Linked DNA regions of Pan troglodytes: region 2 is linked to region 1. The links are chromatin contacts, called in public capture Hi-C maps. All regions are on one chromosome and are shown on one strand. Each heading gives the region's core, a stretch centred on a gene start, on an enhancer-like site or on the middle of the called end of the contact. The rest is flanking DNA. Distances are from core to core; before and after follow the strand shown. Region 1 overlaps TCF7L1 (transcription factor 7 like 1). Region 2 has its middle 58 kb from the start of KCMF1.

Region 1 (7,112 bases), core at 2,137-4,636:
TAGAGGGGCATATATGTGTTTTGTGTGGCTGGACACAGTGCTCCTGGGGGACAGTGGAGGGAAGACAGGCACCTGGCATGTGGGGCCATGGTGAGGGGTCTGGATAATAATCTGCAAGTGATGAAATTACACTGATCGGATCTTACAAATAGTTGCTTATACAACGTTACTGTTAGTCTTTAGAGCTTGTTTTGAAGGTGTGAAGTCCAAATTATTAAGCACTTAACTTCATCCCGCACCCTGGCCCAGTTGTGACTTGCTTAGACATACTTCCTTGTTAGGCAGCTTCTACATGACTCACTAAATCTCTGCAAGTATGCAGGCTGTTTCCTTCGCTTGCTCTACTCCCAGGGCAAACCTCACCTTAAATATTTTACTCCTGACTCTAAAATACATTTCATAATCTCAAGTATTTTAACAAAAAAGCCGGTGTCCAAACCTCTGTGACTCCCTCCGAAAAACCTTCAAGTTCTGCTCACACATCTAGCCTGGAGAGCCGCATGGAGTAAACTGGGATGTCTCTAGGTCCTCCTTCCACTCTGCCTCTGGTTTGTGATTTGCAATTACAACAATGATCCTCGACTCTGGCTGCCCCTTGGAATCTCCTGGGGAGCTTAAAAACTAAGATACCAGCCGCACCCCAGACCAATTAAATCATATCCTTGGGGGATTAGATGCTAAATTCTATAGGCTCATTATCTCTGTTACCTCTGCAATCTGTCCATTTGTTCTGGCACCTAATTCAGGCCCTCATTACCTCTTAGTTTTGCTAATTAAACAGTATTTTCATTGTTCTTTCCCTCTCATTTAATAATAGTAGAGGTAGCGGTAGTGGTGGTGGTGATGCTGGGAGTAGTAAGCTAATAGTTATTGAGGACTTATTTTGTGGTAGAGGCACAATTCTAGACTCATTACAATACACTGGCTCATTTTCGCACAACGACTCTATGAAGTCAGTCTCTTCTAATCCCCATTTAATAGATGAGGAAACCAAGGCAAAGAGAGATGAGGTAATTTGCTTGCAGCTGCATAAATAGAAAGAGGTGGATCTGGGATTGCAACCAAGTGTATTATACAGCCTCCCACTCATATACCCTCCTCCCTGGGTATCTCAGGTTTTGCTCCTGCACGTACACACCTCTCGTTGCAATGAGATGCTCTGCCTCAAAAATTGAGAATGATGGTCTTCTCCCCATCTGTTGAATTCCCAGTTAAGATTTTCTCCCATAAATGTTCCTTAAGTTTTTGAGGCCTGTGTCTGCTTTGCTATATTATAATACAGACTATGGTAATATAAAATTTACTAGAAAACTATCCATGTTGCTATCTATAATGCCATGTGTGGCAACGGTTCATGCTTCTCTGCCCTTAGACAAAATAAGGGACCCCTGCTCCACCACAATGCTGAGTTATTATTTGCAGAGCACACATCTGCAATGGTTAGATGTTTGTTTGGCAGTTGGAACTACGGGTGTAGAACTTTCTTGAGAGTTCTACAGCTCTCTTGATGGGATTTTATATATTTTTCTGTCACAAACATTGAGAGTAATAAGTGATGATGAAGAGTTGATTTATTTGAATAAAAGTCTAGAAAGAAAATGGAAGCTTCAAAAGGACAAACAACTGATTATGTGTATTAATACAGTATCTTGGAGTCAATGAAAAGATTTACAGGAAGCAGAGAGTAGTCAGGCCTTGGCTGTCGGCTGTTGGTGCAAAAAAGCAGGAAAATGAGTGGAGTTAGTTATTCGATGGCGACTGGAGCGCTAAGCCGGGCTGCAGTGGAGTGGCAGAATAAAGGAGGTGACAGAGGTGTGGGAAGTCAGGCGGTAAACAATAAAAAAGAAACAGGACGGTGCTCACAGGAACAGGAAGGCTGAACACAGGGTTTTTCTTTCATTTCTCAGAGGATTGCTCTGTGCAAAAGGAAGAATGGGAAACTCAGAGTACACGTGTTAGTTTTGTTTTTTTGTTCACGACAGGGTCTCACTCTGTCACCCAGGCTAGAGTGCAGTGGCACAATCATGGCTCACTGCAGCTTCGAACTCCCAGCTCAGCCTCCTGAGTAAATGGGACTATAGGTGTGAATGACTGCATCTGGCTAATTTAAAAAATTTTGGCCAGGCGCAGTGGCTCACGCCTGTAATCCCAGCACTTTGGGAGGCCGAGGAGGGTGGATCACCTGAGGTTGGGAGTTTGAGACCAGTCTGACCAACATGGAGAAACCCTGTCTCTATTAAAAATACAAAGGTAGCCGGGCATAGTGGCACAAGCCTGTAATCCCAGCTACTTGGAAGGCTGAGGCAGGAGAATCGCTTGAACCCAGGAGGCAGAGGTTGTGGTGAACCAAGATCGCGCCATTGCACTCCAGCCTGAGCAACAAGAGCAAAACTCCGTCTTTTTTGTAGAGATCTCACCATGTTGCCCAGACTGGTCTCAAACTCCTGGCCTCAAGCAATCCTCCCTCCTTGGCCTCCCAAAGTGTTAAGATTAAAGGCATGAGCCACCATACCTGGCCACTATATGTTAGTTTTTTTTTTTTTTTTTTTGAGTCAGAGTCTTGCTCTGTTGCCCAGGCTGGAGTGCAGTGGTGCAATCTCAGCTCACTGCAACTTCCACCTCCTGGGTTCAAGCAATTCTCCTGCCTCAGCCTCACAAATAGCTGGGATTACAGGTGCGTACCACCACGCCGATTTTTTTTTTTTTTTTTTTTTGAGATGGAGTTTTGCTCTTGCTGCCCAGGCTGGGGTTCAATGGCACAATCTTGGCTCACTGCAACCTCTGCCTCCCGGGTTCAGGCGATTCTCCTGCCTCAGCCTCCTGAGTAGTTGAGATTATAGGTATGCGCCACCACGCCTGGCTAATTTTGTAATTTTAGTAGAGACAGGATTTCTCCACATTGGTCAGGCTGGTCTCGAACTCTCGACCTGAGGTTATCTGCCTGCCTCAGCTTCCCAAAGTGCTGGGATTACAGGCGTGAGCCACCGCACCCGGCCTCATGTGTTAGTTTTTAAAGAGAAATAACATTCTTGAAAAGTAGATGGAGATGCGACAATATGCAGAGAGACACTAAGAGGACCCAGCCATCTCAGGTCTTCAGGAGTGGGCTGGCAGACGGCACAGGAGAGGTAGAGGAAGGCACAGATCTGAAACAGAGATGGCTGCACTGGGGGGAGGTGCAGGGCACGAGCCAGGTCTAGGGTGGGCAGATGTGGTCCGCACATCCTCCACCAGGGCTGACTGGCACCACTAGAGGGCACCCGCGCCTCGTGCTTGGCTATCCCAAGTGGGACTCTGGGCCAAAGCCACTACCCTGGCTTATGCCTGAGGTGTGGAGTGCTTGTTCAACGGCAGCTTGTGCCTTGGCGACTGGCTGCAGAACCTGCTGCCTTTCCCGGATGGCTGGTCCCGCCACTCACGGTTCCTTCCACTGTCATCCTTGCCTGACTCCCTGGTGATGGCTGTGATAATCACCTGAGAGCTGCATGTGGCATCCCACTGTAGATCCCACTGTAAACTCCCAAGGGCTCCACAGGAGCGGGTCTCCTGATTACTGGAAATCATACAGGCTCCCTGCACCCTTATTTATTTAGCTTTCTGCACATATCTTCTTTCTCTTCTGCTAGACTCTAAGCTTTTAATGAATGAGAATTATCAGTTTTTTTTTTTTTGAGACAGAGTCTCGCTCTGTCACCCAGGCTGGAGTGCAGTGGCGCGATCTCGGCTCACTATCAGCTCTGCCTCCGGGGTTCACACCATTCTCCTGCCTCAGCCTCCCGAGTAGCTGGGACTACAGGCGCCCGCCACCACGCCTGGCTAATTTTTTGTATTTTTAGTAGAGACGGTGTTTCACCGTGTTAGCCAGGATGGTCTCGATCTCCTGACCTCGTGATCCGCCCACCTCGGCCTCCCAAAGTGCTGGGATTACAGGCGTGAGCCACTGCGCCCAGCTATCAGTATCTCTTAAAATGTCCTATGAGATGAAGTAATGTCTGGGATTCACTTTAAATCCCTATGTAGCAGGAGGGAAATTCTGGGTGAAGGGAACATGGGGATTCATTATGTAATTCTCTCTACTTTGATACATCTTTAAAATTTCCTGTAATTAAACTTTAATAAACATCATAGAAGCCCAACGCCTAATACCTAGTACAGGGCAGTAACAGTGAAGTCCTATGTCTGCTCGTCTGTAAAATGCATAGGTCATGCAGGATGAGGGTCCCTTCTAACCGCATTCCCTGATTTTGAGGCTCACTGTACAGTCGGCGAGCACCAGTTAGCTTGTGGGGTGAGTGCATCTTAAGGCAAGTGTTGACCCAAGCACCCAGGAAAAGCCCAGGAAAGTAGGATATCTGGTTCTGTTCCAGGAGCATCTCTTATCAGCTTTGGGTTTCAGTCCTTTGCATGTCCTGAGGAGGCCAGAGGAACTGCTTGGATCCACTGCTCCTGTCTCCCAGGATTGTCCAGACCCTCCTTTCCAGCTGGTATTGCCACAGGGCCTGGCAGAAGAGGCTCGGCTGCCCTGAGGAGCATTTGTTTGCATACGTCCTATTGAATTCTTTCCTATAACATCCTGTACAGAAGAGCCTCTTCGGCCGGGCGCGGTGGCTCATGCCTGTAATCTCAGCACTTTGGGAGGCCGAGGCTGGCGGATCACGAGGTCAGGAGATCGAGACCATCCTGGCTAACACAGTGAAACACCGTCTCTACTAAAAATACCAAAAATTAGCCAGGCGTGGTGGCACATGCCTGTAGTCCCAGTTACTTGGGAGGCTGAGGCAGGAGAATCGCTTGAACCTGGGAGTCAGAGGTTGCAGTGAGCCAAGATTGTGCCACTGCACTCCAGCCTGGGCAACAGAGCGAGACTCCGTCTCAAAAAACAAAAAAAACAAAAACAGAAGAGCCTCTTCAACTATTGCCTGGCAGCTACGAGGGAGAAGAGGAGGCAATTCTGGGTAAGCCTCAACAGGACAGAGAAGCCACCCTTGCCCACGTGAAGTGGGCAGCGGGTTCAGATGGCAGCCGGGAAGGATCGCAGGCAGGCTTCCGTGATGAACCAGGGTGAGCAGCCAGGGCCATGGGGGTTGGGGGACGGCTATTCCAATTACAAAACATCTGAGGCGGTGTGGTGTGTGTGTTGAGGTCACAACCCAATTGTTAGCCCCAAGCACTCAGCTCTTCCTCACTGTACTCACACATTTGAGGAAACACTGTTGGACCCCATCTGCTTCAGCACGATGGCAGAAGGCAGTGGCATGGGATGAGGCCACTAATAGTGGCCCTTTGGTGCTTTAAGGTGAAACAGACTTACCAAGTGTGCTGGAGATGGTGACCTCGTGTCCTTGACTGTGGCGCTGGAGGGGACATCGAGGAGGGGCCATTTCATCTGCAGGTACTGCACAGGGAACAGAAAAGAAAAAGCTGTTGGTGAGATGAGGCCTCACAAGTACTCAAAGTTTGCTGGGCTCTGCTGTTAGGGCACCGGGGCAGGCCATTGGGGTGGCCTGCATTTTCATGCCACATGCCCTGTACTGGGTCAATTTCCAAACGATTATAACAGGAGCGAGCATATATTTACAATCACTACCAGCCTCACCACGCCCTCTGTCATTTTGGGGGGGGGGGGCACGAATGACAACTAAGCTGAACTTTAAGTGGTGGAGAGAACCGATCCATTCCAGCACAACCAATCAACATATTCAAAGAACCTACTGGTGAGGCTCAAGTCCCCTCCCTATGCTGTAGTCATGGACACGCAGGGCTGACCAAGGAGGCAGAGGCTCCCAGATGGCCATCCTGCCCCATCCATTTCCATCACTTACGACATCCACACACAATGCTCCCTACGAAACAGCCGTCCAGAAGTATCTGGGAATGAATGAATAAAAGCCATCTGCCTGACACAAAGTCATGGGCAACATCTACCCCAACTCAAGGATGCTGAGCTTTCCTTCATTATAGCGTCTCTCAACCCTGAAAAGATTACCCAGCACCCCATTCTTTCTCATGTCAGTGCAAAAAACTCAAACCAAACAGTACTTCCCCAACACACACACACACACACACACACACACACACACACACACACACACACACACAATCTCTCTCTCTCTCTCTGGCATGGCACAGTCCTTGCCAAGAGCCTGGAAAGAATGAGTTGAGTGGAGCAGCAGTCAGGAGCACTGAGAAGGGCCCTTCTGGGCTCCGGAGCCCTGCATTCATGGGTTCAGGCTCTTACTCTGCCAACATAGGCTGTGTGACCCTGAACGAGTGATTAACAACTCTGAGTCCCAGTTTCAGCATCTGTAAGGCAAGGTTATTATCACTCACGGTACAGGTTGTTCGGAGGACTAGGGACGGTGTCACATATTGAACACAGTGCCTCGCACATGGGAGACATTTGATAAATGACACCTATTATTTCCATAAGCAAACCATTAGTCTTTGCCAGGAGCAAAAGCACACATGTTGTCTTAGTGTCAACACTGACAGGTTGCTTCTGGGCAGCAGACCCGCAAGCAGCCTCTTTGCAGAATTCTTGAGACTCCTTTGAGAATGAAAGCTGTAACGGAAAGTGGTGGCCCCAGGAAGTTTCACAGAAAGAAGTCTTTGGCTGGGTGCAGTGGCTCATGCCTGTAATCCCAGCACTTTGGGAGGCCAAGGTGGATAGATCACTTGAGGTCAGGAGTTCAAGACCAGCCTGGCCAACATGGTGAAACTTCGTCTCTACTAAAAAAACAAAAAATAGCTGGGTGTGGTGGCGCAGGACTATAGTCCCAGCTAATCGGGAGGCTGAGGCAGGAGAATCGCTTGAGTCTGGGAGGTGGAGGTTGCAGTGAGCCAAGATCGTGCCATGGCACTACAGCCTGGACGACAGAGTGAGACTTTATCTCAAAAAAGAAAAAAAAAGGAGCCTTTGAATCATCCCTCACTCTGGTCATGTAATATCAGGAAAAATCAATCACAATCTGGCTCTGCTGTGTACAGGAGCAGGAGGGCGATGGGAAGAGCCCCAGAAGGCCCCTTTGCTCTTCATTCACCGTAAGTCTTGACCAAGATGGCAGGGACTGACTGGGCTTTCAAAAAGGTGTCCATGGGCAGGAACAACAACT
Region 2 (6,974 bases), core at 1,188-3,687, 220 kb after region 1:
AAGGATATCTCCAGGCTGGGATGTCAAGGCTGCAGTGAGCTGAGTTCGTGCCACTGCACTCCAGTCTGGGCAACAGAGCGAGACCTTGTCTCAAGGGAAATAAAAAAAGAAATCAATTCAGTAACAAGGTAAACTACCAACCCAATTAAAATATGTACAAAATAGACATTTCACCAAAGAGGATATACAAATAACTATAAGCACATGAAAGATGCTCAATATAGTCAATTTGGAAAAGCAAATTTAATCCACATTGAGAACCACTACACACCCATTCAAACTGCTATAATGAAAAGAACTGTTGAGATTAGGCCAACTACCAAGAATCTCTATTTCATATACATTTGGGAACTGAGGAAATGCCCACTGTTCAATGGACCTATTCTGAGCTGGAGTTTAGCCAGAACTCCATTTATACCTAGTCGCTATATGCTCCTATTCCGTTTTTTGTTTTTTTTTTTAGAGACAGCTTCTTGCTCTGTGGCCCAGGCTGGGCTGGAGTACCCTGACATGATCATAGGTCACTGCAGCCTTGAACTCCTGGGTTTAAGTGGTCCTCCCGCCTCGCCTCCTGAGTAGCTGGAACTGCGGGCGTGCACCACCACACCTGGCTAATTTTAAAATTTTTTGTAGAGATAGGTTCTTCCTATATTGCCCGGGCTGGTCTCCAACTCCTGGCCTCAAGTGATCCTCCCCTCTTAACCTCTCAAAGTGCTGAGATTATAGGTATGCGCCACTGTGCCCAGCCTACATGTGCCTAATTCTAACAGGGGCCATGATTACACTTGGGATCTAAGGTTATTCATATCTACTATAAGTCTGTGTCTAATTGTCCTCAAGATGTTTAGTATTTTTTTTTCCCCAGTGCTCAATTACCCAAGTAAATAGTCTTAGGTCCCTTTGAGGGAAGGCCTGAAGGAGTCATTACATGTTCAATTGCCACGTGTCGCAGGATTCTTCCTGCTGGAGTTGCAGGCGCTGCTTCAATCAGTGGGTTCTGGGTTCAAAAACTGACCCAGTGTAAAAACTGGGCAAAGGAGAGTGACTTTTTATTGGAGCAACTATCCTCAGCTTCATCACCCACCCTTGATTTCTTTTGATGGTTCAATTTGAATAGCACTCTGTTGGCTAATGCAAGTATTTCGCCGTTTGTTTATACCAAGTTCTATTAACCATCTCCAGAAGTGTCTTCTGAACTGACCGTTAGCGCCACTCCCACCGCCACTTGTCCTCCGTAGCTCTGGAGTCCTGGCCTGCCGGTTGCTAACTGGGCCACTTTACAGAGGCGGAAGCAAGCTCAGGGAGGGTAAACAGGAAGGGTAACTAATTTTCCTGGGATTACACAGTCGGTAAATAATGGAGGCAGCATCGACCCCAGGCAGTCTGGCCCCAGACACCACACTTTTACCCAATTCCCACAGCTGCCTGGAAAATAAATAGAAATCAAATAGATGTTAACAAGGACCTTTGGGAGTTGTCCGGCGTTTGGGCAACGGGTTGCTTTTCTGTTTCATGTTAGTCCACCGCCCTCACGTGGCCCCGTCCTGAACTTCACCCTTGTTTGGTCCCAAACTGTAAAGACCCTCACCGTGCTGGGAAACACAGCCCTGCTGGCCTCGGACTGCAGGACAGAATCCTTACCCCTCCTGGGCCTCCGTTGTGTTCTTTCCAAAATGGGATAATGGTAGCAGGTTAATGGAAATAATTAAATAAAATAGTCCATCTAAATTCCTGGATCGAACGAGGGGTCCAATAAACATTAGCTGTGCTGTTGTAGTGCTCAGTGCCTCTCTCTCAAAAGGGGGTGGCAACAGACACCCTCATACCTTTGCTGTAATGAGAGCACTGCAAAGCCAACTGCAAATATTAGGAATCGGTGTCCATCACGAGGCCAACCCCTTTCCAAGGCTGCTTGGAAAATGCTTTGCTAGACTAGCTTGGATCTTGCTGGCTTGACTCAGATCACAGTTGAGCAAATGTGCAGAAGAGGAAGAGATGAGGGAAGGCCTGGCTCAGTGTGCTCAGAGCTTCGATTTTGAGACTGTTCGGGAGGAAAAGTTCCTCACCAGACAGTGCTCCGCTACTCTTAAAGCTAGAAGGACAGAAAGATTTCTCCACAGTTGGGGTCATGGAAATGTGTATTTTCTCCAAACCTTTTTTCACTGGACCAGTTGTTGGAGCCTTCCATTTGAGACCTTGTGATGCCTTCATGGACATTATTTCTGCTCATCCACACAGCCAGCAGGGACTTGTGCAGCAGGAGGGGCAGGCTCAGAGTTAAGCAGCTGCTCCAACCTCACACGGCTAGCCTGGGCCTGATCTGGAGCTTGTCCCAGATCTGAAGCTTCCCAGGTTTGGACCTGGGTCACTAGAGCAGAGCCTCCTTGCCTCTTGGTGGATATGGAGCCAATTCACTGTGGCCGATCACCAGCCTCACAGACTAAGGGGGCAGCCCTGCCCCTGCCTACACCCCTACCACTGCTGAAGCCATCTCCTTGCCGACAAACACAAGCAGAAACTTCTCAGGATCTGCTGCCTCTTGTTCCAAGGATTAGGCGAGCTTCTGTCTTGAGACAGAAGAGGCAGCTGGAAGATCAGGGTTGTGGTTGAAGAAGGCCTAGGTAAGGTGCCATGACTCAAATGTCCCTCATGGGTGAGGGCCTTCAACTTTTGGAAACTGCAGGGGCAATTTTGGAGACAATGTTTAACTATAGTGTAAAGACTGCCAGTTTAATTTCTAATCCTGAAGAAATGTATATGTGGTCACAGGCTAATATTTCTAAAAGTCATCGAGTGACTTTACGTGTCCTAGTCCCATATTTCCCCAAAGATGACTGTCTAAATGCCCCTAAGAGAGGCTTTGGAGTTCTTTGACTTCTCTGAATTGTTGTAGTAAAGATAAGGCAGAAATTTTGAAGAGATCAGAAAGAAAAACTTTAGAACAAATCTCGTCTTTTCTAGAACTGTCTTCATTTTAATTTACTGTCATATCAGATAACATGCCAGATGGCTTTTACTGTGTCTGACTTGAGTCAGACCAGCTGGGATGGGATCCTGCCTCCAGCAGTTGTGGGCCCCAGGAACATTTATTTCATCTCAGTATCAAGCATTCCCAAAGCAGCAGGGGCTAACGGGGCCGTAGAGATTACCCCTGCAGCTGTGGGGCTGGCCAGCCACACTTCCATAGATTTGTCTGTAGGGAGACATTGAGCCACATGGATTCGGACAGGTTGTTACATACGCAGACAGCAAAAGCAAAATCAGCATGACATGTCGCTCCTTGTGTCCCTCGTCCCACAGGAGGACACAAGGCTGGAAGGTTGGGACACCAGATGGCATGGACAGTGGGTTGCCCTGCTGTGCAGCAGCCAGCTCTCAACTGCAACCGAGCACTCTACAGACTTAGCAGGCACCTGCAGACGTAACTTGTGGGAGTGGGGAGAGAGGAGGAAAGCGCTGCGCTCAACAGAAACTAGGGAGATCGATGAGAAATGGCCTTGCAGCAGTTCCGAAAGGGTGGGGAGGCAGGTGAGACCACTCACGGCAGCGATGCACAGGGCCACTTAACGCCCCTTGCTCCATGAGGAGTTGCAGGGTGTTCCACCAAGACGCAGGTCAGGTTGCCGTCGAGCCCGGTGGAGATGTGCAGGGTTGCTGGGCACCTGGCAGAGCTGGTCCCTGACACGCACTTTTATCATCAGTAAAATGGGGATGTTAAGAATACCTACCGCAGGTATGTTTGACTTTTTTTTTTTTTGAGATAAACTTTACATAAAATTCACCATTTTAACCATTTCAGTGTACAAATTAGTGGCTTTTCATATCTTCACAGAGTTATGCAACCGTCGCCATTATCTAATTCGAGAACCTCTTCAACACTCCAGAAAGAAACCCAGTGCACACGAGCTGCCACTCCCCACTCTCTCCTTGCCCAACCCCTGGCAACCACTAATCCACTTTCTGTGTCCATGGATTTGCCTGTTCTGGGAATTTCATTTAAATGGAATCATATACTCTGTGGCGTTTTGCGACTGACTTTTTTCACTTACTATGTTTGCAAAGTTCATCCAAGTTGCAGCATGCGTCAGTACATCATTCTTTTTTATGGCCGCATAATAGTCCATTGTGTAGATCATGTTTGTTTAACCTTTCATCAGTGAATGGACATTTGGGTTGTTTCCTCTTTTCAGTTATTATGAATGATGCTGTTCTGAGCATGAATGTAGGAGGTTTTGTGTGAACATATGTTTTCAATTCTCTTGGATATACCTGGGAGTAGAATTGCTGGGTCACGTGGTAATTCTATGTTTAATGTTTTGAGGAACTGCCAAATTGTTTTCCACAGGGACTGAGTATTTTATATTGGTATGCACTTTTGAAATAATAAAAAACACTCTTAACAGAGTCTGGCCCACACCATTCATTCTTTTATCCCATAAATATTTATGGAGCACTTACCGTGTGCCATGCCTTATAGACATGGAGATACAAGGGTGACTAATGGACAGCCCTGCCCTCAGGAAGCTGGCATCTATGTGTGTGTGTATGTAGGGGTGTGTGTGTGTGTGTGTGCACATAATGTGTATATGGGGTAGGGAGGATGTCAGATGGTGATAAGAGTTATGGAGAAACAGGCCAGGTGCAGTGTCTTACGCCTGTAATCCCAGCACTTTGAGAAGCTGAGGTGGGTGGATCACCTGAGGTCAGGAGTTCGAGACCAGCCTGGCCAACATGGTGAAACCCTGTCTCTACTAAAAATACAAAAATTAGTTGGGTGTGGTGGTGGGTGCCTGTAATTCCAGCTACTTGGGAGGCTGAGGCAGGAGAATCGCTTGAACCCTGGAGGTGGGGCTGGGGTGTACCGGGTGGGCCTGGGATCCCTGTTTTCATTTGGGTAGTCAGAGAAGGCCTCACCGACAAAGAGAAGGAGGCAAGGAAATATGGATCTTCCAAGAAAAGGGGACTGCAAAGGCAAAAGTCCCAGAGCTGTGGCATGCCCGAGGGACAGCAAGGTGGTCAGTGAGGCTTGGGGGAGGGAATAGAGTAGCAGGGGATGAACCCCAAAAAGGAATAAGAGCCACAGCCTGTGGGAGCCAGGGGCTGTGGTGAGGACTCCGCCTTTCCTCTGAGAGGGAGGAGCGGCGGAGGGATTGGAGGTGTAGGTTCTGACAAGATCACCCAGGTGCTGTGCTGGGACATGGAAGTGCGGGGGCAGGCATGCCACTTGGAAGCTATAGCGATGACCCTGTGGGGATATGATGGAGGCCTGGGCCAGCGGCAGCAGTGAAGATGGTGGGAAGGGGGCAGTTTCTGGAAAAGTGTGGAAATAGAGACAGCGGGATCTGCTGACGAAATGGATGTGAGGTTCAAGAAAAAGAGTAGAAAATGATTCCAACAGGTTTTGGACTGAGCAATTGGGAAGCTGTGCTATTTAGTGAGCTGGGGACCTCTTTGCTTTATTCACTGGAGAACCCCAAGTGCCTAGAACAGTGCCATGCACTTAGTAGATGCCCAAGAAACTGACTGAGTAAATGAAGAGGTGGTGGGATCCATAGTAAAGCCTCAGTTGATGTTTATTCTTTGATACCTATGGTCTCCTGACCTAGGGTGATTCCCGTCCTTCCCCAGCTCTTGAACTCCTCAGATAAAGAAACTTGAGCTTCCACGATTTTTACCAGGTCACTGACCCTCATGGAGTTTTGCCAGAATGACTTAGAAGTATTTGAAGCAGGATGGGGCTAATTAAATCAATGTACTGTGTTTGCGTAGAAGTTATCTGGCTCTGTCTTTGCTCCCAAGCAAATCCCACTCTTTCTTTCCTTATTTATTTATTTATTTTTTGACAGAGTCTCACTGTGTCGCCCAGGCCGGAGTGCAGTGGCGCGATCTTGGCTCACTGCAACCTCTGCCTTCCTCAAGTGATTCTCATGCCTCAGCCTCCCGAGTAGCGGGGGTTACAGTCACCCACCAACGCCCCTGGCTAATTTTTTGTACTTTTAGTAGAGACAGGGTTTCACCATGTTGGCCAGGCTGGTCTTGAACTCCTGTCTTCAAGTGATCTGCCCGCCTTGGCCTCCCAAAGTGCTGGGATTACAGCTATGAGCCACTGCGCCTGGCCCAAATTCCACTATTGGTCACCTTTGGGTCCCTGTTATGTTGGTTGCCTTCTGAGGCACCTGCCATTTTTTTATGGTTACTTCACACCAGGCACTGTATTAGCACATTATTTAATACTATGATTAGCTACATTTAAGAATGAGACAATAGGCATACTGTTTAATTAAAGTTAATTAACTTGGCCAAGATCACACAGCTAGTAAGCGGTAGGGCCAAGATTGAAACTCACGTCTGTGCTTGTAACCACAGCACTTTATCTTCTCCCTGTTCTGGGTGGATATTTACTTGTCAGGAAGGTTTCCATGGGAACTCCTGCACCCAGAGAGCAATTAGACCTTTCCAATTCTAAGCTTTAATTCCAGAGTTCCATTCTCCAGGTTTTCCCTAACTTCACCTCCAACCCAGCTTGATTTTGAGTCCCATCCACTGCCCTTGACACAAAAATGTGCATCTCCTTATCCCCACCGTGAATTCCAAGTTCTAACATCTGATCAAGCAACACCACCATTTTCCCTTTTTCTTTCACAGCGCAGGCAATGTCAGTAATCCAGGAAATTCCGCAAATTTTACCTCCCCAGAATTGACCTACCAATTATTACCCATGACTTGCCTCCTAGTCCAAGCATGATCTGGGTACTTTTGAGGTAAGAGAGAGAATCCCAAGAGAGAGAACCCTAATTTCTAATACAGAAGATTCACATCCATTCTCATGATTCATTGTAATTTTTCCAGCCACTTCTTTTTACAAACTTAATTCCATTCTTTCTCCCAGCCAACATCTGTTATGGCTGGCTACAGAATTTATAAGCATCTAAAAGCTATCTTACAAACACTTCATCAAATGCTGTCTACTTGAA

Evidence for each region. Capture Hi-C pulls out chosen DNA fragments and counts their contacts.
Region 2: a capture Hi-C map of stem cell-derived neural stem cells shows a contact between it and region 1, with 5 times the contacts expected there. The contact joins two enhancer-like sites. A contact is called at or near these places in 2 of 7 Hi-C or Micro-C datasets (blood and stem cell-derived neural progenitor cells) and 1 of 1 other capture datasets (stem cell-derived neural stem cells).

Annotation. Positions count from the first base shown.
Region 1 is chr12:37,459,630-37,466,741 of NHGRI_mPanTro3-v2.0_pri, forward strand. It overlaps TCF7L1 (transcription factor 7 like 1), which reads right to left. Exons shown (of 12, transcript XM_016948878.4): 4 at 5,312-5,395. Among named protein-coding and RNA genes, the nearest start is that of TGOLN2, 43 kb to the left of the region's middle. Within about 2 kb of position 3,387, at least 2 of the 24 cell types and tissues checked have an H3K27ac peak or open chromatin away from gene starts, as enhancers often do. A contact at or near this core is called in stem cell-derived neural stem cells, where this site is marked.
Region 2 is chr12:37,678,209-37,685,182 of NHGRI_mPanTro3-v2.0_pri, forward strand. No RefSeq gene overlaps it. Among named protein-coding and RNA genes, the nearest start is that of KCMF1, 58 kb to the right of the region's middle. Within about 2 kb of position 2,438, at least 2 of the 24 cell types and tissues checked have an H3K27ac peak or open chromatin away from gene starts, as enhancers often do. A contact at or near this core is called in stem cell-derived neural stem cells, where this site is marked.